Regions from separate parts of the Mus musculus genome. Here region 2 is linked to region 1. Evidence: chromatin contacts called from public Hi-C data. All regions are on one chromosome and are shown on one strand. The core of a region is the stretch at or near the end of the contact, and the rest is flanking DNA. Distances in the headings are between cores, read along the strand shown. Region 1 overlaps Kank1 (KN motif and ankyrin repeat domains 1). Region 2 overlaps Dmrt1 (doublesex and mab-3 related transcription factor 1).

Region 1 (4,284 bases), core at 687-3,186:
CTGTGAACTGGCTGTCTTTGAGATTTGTCTTCATGGTCGATTGAGAGCCACAGGTAGAAATCAATTTTCATGGTCTTGCTGTCTATCTGGGGACCGCCACAAGCAAGAGGCTGGTATGTAGCGCTGCTGTTGACAGAGCTGATGTCTGTCTATAGGATCCCGAGGAAGGTAGCGATGGCGATCTCACAATTCATTGTCTTGTTGGATTGTTTCAAACTCTGTCCAGGGCTCACTTCCTCTACTCCTCAGGCCTGACTGACAATAGGTAAAAGTCACTCTGAGTGTCAGCTTGTCCTTGTCTCCATGTTCCAAGAGAAGGTGGCCAGACCTGGACATTGGGGTTTGGGTCTTCATTAAAGAGGTCATGCTATTAACCCCCAAAGTTCTGTTGGCTAGCACTGGCCTAGACCATAGCTTTCTACTAAGAACAGCAGACCAAGGAATTTCACTAAGTTGCAGACACCAACACCGTACCAAGCCCAGCTCTCTGGGCCAAGTTCTTCACTCACTCTGAGCCTTAGTTCCCAATTTCTAAAATTGCATGTCTGTCTGGACTCTGTTTCCCTCTAGACTCTGGATTCCATCCAGAGCATAGGTGGGAAGAGGCAGAGGCCTCAACTGCTAGTTACATTGGAATAAAAATCACAAGACCCTCTGTCAATCACACTTTCTGATGTGTCCTCACCAAACACTTGAATATCTAGATTTGGGTTCCCTGCATGGAAGCCAATTCCAGACAAGGTAGGTTTTCTGTCCCTTTTGGATACAGCATCCTCTCTTGTATAGGACGACATCAGAAGCTTGGAGGCTGATGCCCTGGCCTTCGAATGGCACTGTTCCCATTTTCCCAGGGTTTTTGATCATTCATCTTCCTAGGAATGTTTCCGTTCTAGTCAGCTCCAGGATCATGTGACCCTTCAGTGCTTGTATGCCTAAGCCTATAAAACACAATGTTCTGAAATAAAAAGCAGCTTCCATTGCGTAAGGAACACACCTGCTACCCTGAATACCTGCCTTCTCGACCCACCCACATCTCCCATCCCATCCTTTGCTGACAGGAACCCTTCAGCTATTTTATACTTCAGATGGTTCTGAAGAAAACAAACAGAACCAAGTGTAGGACTAAGAAGGTCATTTTTGAGACCTCTATAGTTTCTAATATCTCATTACTAGTGCTAAGGACTTAGGTGGTGGACCCCTCTCAGGTGTCAGTCATTACCTAAACACAGATTGTAGGCAGCTCAGTGGGTGTACACAAAGATATGGTGAAAAGCCAGCCTATGCCAGCCTGTGTGTTTTGAATCAGGGGTTTCAATGTTGTCGTCTTCTTCATGCCTGCTTCTGTAATCTTTTACTCTGTGCCTTTAGATAAGGCTTTATAGTAAAACAGAAACCTTTTCTATCAGCACTTGGTACTTGGGAACATGTGGGTACCTGTCGAGGAATGGACAAGTGTTGATTAAGACTGCATCTGTAGAGTGATAAGTGAAGACGGCCCTGGCCACTGAACAGGCTGCAGGAATTGAAGGCAGACATGCTAGGAAGCCATTCTGGAGTGAGTAGAAGCTAGGTCATTGCTTTGATGAGGACACTGGTCACAGGTCTGGCTTGTATGTCAGCAGACCTCCAATGGAGAGTGTATGAGTTGGAAGAGACGCCAGAGGTCAGGATTCCCATTGTCCGATGTGTGTGTTTGTACCATCAGGACCCCATTGGGAACACAGTATACACACAAGCATTTCCTGATGGCTTTCACTTGTACACATCAATTTTGATTAGGGAAAATTTCATGGTAGCTTAGAAGAACATATAAAATAAACCATGGAATCAGTGGAGGAAGATGCTGGGACCACAGGAAGAGGAAGTGAGAAGGCAGGACAGTGTGCATCGTGTGAGGAGTTGGGGGCATGCTGAAATGGACATCTGCTCTGCTTGCTGTTCAAGGGAAAGGAGGAAGTGGGACCTGATACTCAGTTAACAGGGCCCTTGAGGTTCAATGGGCACCAACTCAAGAAAACCACAGAAAGTTACCACACGAGAGGGCCATGCTACAGCAGGACACTCTGAGGACAGCTGGTGGCAGTCCCTGCTGGAGATGGACAGAGATGTCCAGTGCTTTATGGGAAAATGGAATTTGTGCACCCCACTGTGCTCATGTCTGAAGTTTGGCTAATTCTTGCACGGAGCAATCCACATTTCGACGGCTTTCTACTGTTCCCTCTCCTCAGTGTTCTGCATGTAATGCCTCAAAGGAGATTGAGATGGGGGAGGGGGGCTTAGCCTCTGGGAGTTGCTTTAGAGATATTCTTTGGGTCCTGGGTCTGTCTATTGCCTCTCCCACTGTTCACTAGGTGGCAGTATTAGCAGCCTTTTGAGGAATTCGATTGCATTGTGACTGATTTTTTTTTTTTTTTAAAGGCAGGAAAGCCACTTAAAACCTCATGCTTGAAAGAGTCCTCTTGCGCTTCCTCCTTCCTCCTTTGTTTCCTCCTGGGTGGGAAGAGTTGCTGCTGGGGCAGCTGCGGGCACCTCTGGATGGCACGGAGGTTTAGACATGGCTTTACAAGAAGCTACTCACTGTAGTGTGTTCCACCAGCTCAGGGCGAAGGCTACCATGTTCCCAGCCATGTCCCTTGCTGCTTTCTCTTTGAACTTTTAGACCAGGGCAGGAGTGATTGACAGTCAATTAGAATAATGCCAATGTTATTATAGTTAATCAATAAGATGTGAAAATTGCTTTATAGAAACGGATATTCAGGGCTGGAGAGATGGCTCCGTAGGTTTGATCGTTTTCTATCCTTGGGCTTGTGTGACTATTTCTCAGGCAGAAGTTGTTGCTAGAGGAAGAATATTTAAGAGGCTCTCAGTAAGCAGTTGGTTGATTTGGCTGTTAGTCTCTTTACTTCTCTGGCTGATCTGCATTGGGGCAGTTTTAATGCAAGCCTCTGAATACAGGTTAGGTCAGCACACTACATTAGGCCTATGACACCGGGAACATATTTTACCTACTCCCTTTGATGTCTAAAGACAGAAAACAGTGGCAGAGAAGACACCATCTGGCGCGTGACTGACTAAACACACACAAGGAAGGGAAGAGAAAATAGGGAACTCTGCCTCCGGGTCTAGGAAAAATTGGCCCACTGCTCTTCTTTGGATAGCAGTATGTAGCCAAGGCTAGACTTGAACCCCTAAGCTTCTGGCATCCACCTCCCAAGAGTTGGGATTATAGACAGGAGCCAATATGCCCAAGATTGGAAGGGGAGCCAGACTGCCGTGTGAGTGGATGCCTCAGACAAGCCTGGTCAGGCCGAACAGCCCACAGAGAGGCTCACATTGGAGGCCAGCAGGAGCTCCTTTGTAAGCCTGATTCCAGAGTTGCCTCCTCACCCAGCAACAGCACAGCACCACACCCTGACTGACGCTGAAAGAAATGTTGTTTAACGCAACCATATATTGGGCAATAAGGAGGACCTTCTCAGGTCTAAGTAAATTTAGAACTTGTTCGGATTAACAATACCTTTTCTCCCCTGCTTTGAGCCAGGGTCTCTCTCCTGCAGCTCAGATTGGCTCAGTCTCAGTATGTAGCCAAGGCTGGACCCCTCAAGGTCTCTTGCATCCACCTCCTGAGTGTTGGGATTATGGGCAGGAGCCAACATGACCGGCTGTGGGTTTTCACTCCTAGACTTTTCATTTTCATCTAATCCCCAGAGTGCTCTCATTGTCAGGTAACCCACAGGGACTCAGGGAAGCCTTTGGTAACGAGCCAGTGGTTTCTTTGGATGTAGTTAATGTTAAGTCATTTCTGGAGCAACTTGAATTAACCTTGGTGGATCCTGTGCTGGTTGTTAAAGTAGGCATTTAACTGTTAAGTTACTATCAGGCTGTGTAACTCAGATCTTTATGTTAGTTTACAAACCCTTTGTCACTTCTCATAGCTGGCATTTCATCTAAGTGTGATTTAGCTTCATGTTTTATAAAGGAATACTCTTTATTTATATTTTCTTAATACCAAATGTCACCATGGGAACTTTACGGTATATAAGCCATCTTTAAGGACTGTGCCCATTCCCTTATCAAGTTTATATTCTACAGGTAACACTTGATAAATGAAACCCAAAAGCTAAGAGAGGTGGGGAGGCATGGCCAGCATCTAGTGTTCTGGTTTTCATTTCCTTTATTTTCTCAAAAATGCCCGCTCTTATTACAGGAGTTTATCTGAGGGGTTTATTCCTATCCACCCATTTACTTAACCTACCTACCCATCCATCCATTCATCCATCCATC
Region 2 (4,382 bases), core at 1,724-4,223, 210 kb after region 1:
TCCCCTGCCGCCCCCCACCCCATCCCCCACGCTGAGTGCTTTGGTGACATTGTGTTGGAGATTTCTCCCAGTGTTGCTTCTTCACGCCTTGGGATACTGAGCCCTTCTCTGTGTCTCAGCTATGAAGTTTTAAGGTCTGGTGGTTCTTGGAGCTTCAGGCTTTACTTCATATTTATCCCTGACGCTGTACTACTTAAAAAGTCACTGTTGACTGCTCTCTTCAGTAAACGCTCACTGCTCTGGGTCTGGTATTAGGCTAGGCACAGGGAGTACGTGGGCAGCCTGCAAGTCTGGGGCTCGTTGCAGGATCTTATCTGGTCATTCGCTGCCTTCATCTGTCTCTTGATTGCTTTCTTTCTCTTTCTTCCCTTCTTTCTTCCTTGGTTTCTTTTTTTCTCCCTGAGACAAGGGTTCTCTGTGTAATCCTGGCTGACCTGGAATTCATTCTGCAGATGGGGCTGGTCTTGAACTCAACAGAGATCTGCCTTCTGCTTGCTTTCTTGTTCCAGGCTGTGTAGCAGGCCAGGTGCTGTTGCTTCCTTCATTCAGACCACAACAGAAACTCTCAAAGACTGCCTTCATCTTGACCCCCTCTGGGTTTACGTGGTTTCTGGATTTACGTGGTTTCTGAGCATCGGTTGCCACTGCAGCTGAACCCTCTGCAGTCGGTGCCAGCTTTGGCTTCTGGGATGCTGCATCTGTTTGCTTCAGTTCATGCCTTGGCTCCACCCCACTCCCCAGGTGTAACCGTTGCTGGGTGGTGATTTCTGGGTCTCAGCCTCCAGCCTCGGTGGCTCCCAGGAAGACTCAAGATGCATCCTTTCTCGTAGCCCTGTACCTCATGCCCTATGGCTTAGAGTAAACAGAACACAGCTCTGTGTCACTCTACCACACCCAGACTCCTGCGCCTCACCCCCCTTTATCCTTAGTCCTCACATCCCATCACCTCCCACTTCATTTCCAAGCCCCACACGTCCGTGCCTGTATTGGGCTCCCCTTACATTTGTAGTCTAATGTGGCCTCTGACTGGTCTTGTGTTGCTCCCGGGTTGGTCTTTCTTTCTCATCTCTCCTTCACTTTCCCCCTCTAATTTGCATCAGGTGAAGCTCCCATAACGTGGCTCCGTTGGTCTGCTCCTGGTCCATAGTCCTGGTCCATACTAAAGAATACCGTATCTACCATGGAAGGAAGTAAAAAGAAACTGTATGCTCTCAAACTCAGCCCCTTACTGAGTTCCTGGGGTGACGTTAACTTGATCACATGGTAAAGAATTCATAGGTTAATCGGGTCTGATCTCCAGTTCCTTGATGTTTGACTCCGGTCATGCCATTTACCCTACCTCAAAAGTGACTTGGTGTTCCCAGGGAAAATAACCTAGCCAAGGGTATTTCAGCTTTGCCATCAGCACAGAGCCGGCCTTGGAACCCTCCCCTTATGACTGAAGAAGCAGGGGAGGATGTCTCCCTTGCACTCCAGGTTCTTGGTTTGTCTTGAGGGTGAACGTGTGAGGCCCAGCTGAGCTGTAGAAGGCAAGATCTGTGGACCGCCTACATTAAATCTTACGACGTCACTCATTCCTTTATTGATTTACATCCCAAACGCTGCCCCTTAACCACATCTTTTTATTTTATTTTATTTTTCTCTCTTCTCTTTTAGAGGGACGCATGGTCATCCAGGATATTCCTGCTGTCACCAGCAGAGGGCATATGGAGAACACATCTGACCTGGTATCAGACCCCGCCTACTACAGCAGCTTTTACCAGCCTTCTCTGTTTCCTTACTACAACAATCTGTACAACTACCCCCAGTATTCCATGGCCTTGTCTGCTGAGTCCTCCTCAGGGGAGGTGGGGAATTCCCTCGGGGGATCCCCCGTGAAGAACAGCCTGCGGAGTCTCCCAGCACCTTACGTGCCTGCTCAGACTGGAAACCAGTGGCAGGTATGACCCAGAGTTAATGGAATATGTGAAACACGCATGCATGGAAGTGCACACACGTGCACACCATGTACCACGCACATGTTCTGTTCAGTACACACGTAGTCACAGTATGATGTGATGCACACTGGCCTATCTATCTGTTAATGTCAGCAAAGATGGGCTGCAGGGACTCAGGAAGGAATTGTGTATGGTTTTTAGGGTTCATTTTCAGCTTTGGTTTTTCTCACATTGTCATTTTGCAGAAATACCCAGCTGCCCAGAGTTAGATATATCTGAGGCCCCACCTCCTCCAGCCTGCTCTACCTTGGGGTAGCTTAGAATATGTTAGGTGCAGCTTCCTGGGTGGCAGTCATCTCCCAACAAACCCTGTTCATCAAGGTTCTCCTGTTTTTCTTTTTGAAAATACTAATTCTCAAGTCATCCCAGACTGGCCTCAAACTCACCAAGATCGGCCTGTCTCTGCAGTTGAACCTCGGCTGTGGGGCGGATCCCCTATAAATGCGCAGGCTCTTGGTTGCTTAGGGCTTAGACTCATCGCGTAAGCCCTCCGTTTTCTGTTGAAATCTTCTTGGAACTCTCTTCTGCTTTTCTTCACCTATGCAGGTGAGAAACAAGCACTAGTGTCTTGAAGAGAGCTGTTGTTTTAGGTGGCCAAGGGTAGAGCTTCCGTGTGTTCCTGAAATACTCAGTCCACAGTCACCGTCTAACATAACCTTTATCTCAGAAGTTTGAGGTTACTTTGGGGAATCTGCACAACAATTTTCTGTCAGTGTGATGGCACATAAGGCATAAGGAGGGACATTCTCAATGTATGCATAACAGAGAATGATCCAGGGAGACTGAATAAAGGACTGGGATGCGGCAGGGCTCTCTTAAGCCTCGCATCACCAACTGTGAACACAACTTGACTTTTAAAAATGTTTCAGTCATGCCTGCAAAATTCTTACATCAAAATAAGCCAACATAGCTATAAGCTGCCAACTTGCAAAATAAATACCAAATGCAGATGAGCAAGTGACTAGGACACCTGATAAAGGTCCCCAGGGTTTTCATGCCACCCTGTTCTCCTGCAGAGAGCTGCAGAGATGCTGAGTTGGCCTGCTGAGTGAGGGAAACCGAGCGCGGGTTAAGGAGCAGGAGTTGTAACCCTGGAAGGCCCATCCATCCATACTCAGTTACAACTTTTGATTTAGCCGTGCCACCTTGAGCAGGTACTTTGTCCTCTAAATCTCAGCTTTCTCTGATGGTGCTCCCATTTGTCACATGGACGAGTGACACAGTATGGTTCCAAAGTGACATGGTTGGCTTACTAGAGAGTTTCCATGTAAACAGAAACACTGCAGATCACAGCTGACGACCTAATTTCACTTCCTCTTCCCACTTGCTGTACTGTTTTTAGATCTATTGAATTCTTTGCTAGGCGTCCCTATGTATTGAGCTAGCTCCTTCGGTCATGCCTCCCAATAAAAAGAGTTAATCGTTTAAAAGCAAAATACTGTGATGTTTGGATCAAAGACTGAATGGAATGACTTTTTATAGTTTTGAGGAAGAGTTTGATTCCTTTGGGTAGTGCTGGAGAGATAGATGGTCCAGTGGATAAGGGTACTGACTGCTCTTCCCGAGGACCGGAGGTTCAAATCCTCATGGCAGCTCACAACTATCTGAAACTGTAAGATCTGATACTGTCACATAGACATACATGCAGGCGAAACACCGGTGTTCATAAAAATAAGGTAAATAAGTAAACAAAAAAAGTTAAAATATTGCAAAGCATAGACAAACATAATAATGGCATAAATGTGTTTGTTAAGATATGTCATACGAAAGCATTAAATAGTAAGCACATATATACTAGACATTTGTCTGGTGTTGAAGTGATAGAAATGAGGTGGCTTACACTGTAACCTGAAGGGGTTTTATTGTTTTATTTTTTATTTATTTATTTATTTATTTTTTGAGGCAGGATCTCACTGTGTAGTTCTGGGTAGCTTGGAACTTGCCATGTAGACCAGGCTGGCCTTGAACTCCCAAAGATCCACTTGCTTCTGCCTCAGGAGTGCTAGGGTCAAAGGTGTGCACTACCATGCCTGGCCCCAGAGTTGTCTCCACAGCTAGAGAGGTGGTCCCGTGGGTAAAGTGCCTGATATTCAGGTATAAGGACCTGAGGTTTGGACACCAACATCCTCGTTAAAATCCAGAAACGGTGGAATTCCCTGCTGATCCTGCTGATTGTGGGGTGTGAGCGGGTGGGTGCCTGGGACTTGCTAACCTGGAGTCTAGCCACATTGAGTGGGCTCCAGGTTCAGTGAGAGACCCTGCTTCAAAGTATAAGAGAGAACATGATAGAAGAATACACCCAGTGTTGACATCTGGCCTACATGTGTACATACTCACGTGTATCTACATATACACATGAAAAAAAGGAAGGAAGGAAGGAACACA

The links. A called contact is a pair of places that touch in the nucleus more often than the background predicts.
Region 2: a contact with region 1 is called in a Hi-C map of extraembryonic endoderm stem cells, with 2.1 times the contacts expected there. A contact is called at or near these places in 12 of 484 Hi-C or Micro-C datasets (cerebral cortex, cumulus cells, embryonic fibroblasts and 8 more) and 2 of 130 datasets of targeted methods (large pre-B cells and pancreatic cancer cells).

What each region holds. Positions count from the first base shown.
Region 1 is chr19:25,338,870-25,343,153 of GRCm38.p6, forward strand. The region is part of intron 3 of Kank1 (KN motif and ankyrin repeat domains 1); the gene reads left to right. Among named protein-coding and RNA genes, the nearest start is that of Gm52392, 60 kb to the right of the region's middle.
Region 2 is chr19:25,544,163-25,548,544 of GRCm38.p6, forward strand. Dmrt1 (doublesex and mab-3 related transcription factor 1) reads left to right here. Exons shown (of 5, transcript NM_015826.5): 3 at 1,657-1,940. Among named protein-coding and RNA genes, the nearest start is that of Dmrt1, 41 kb to the left of the region's middle.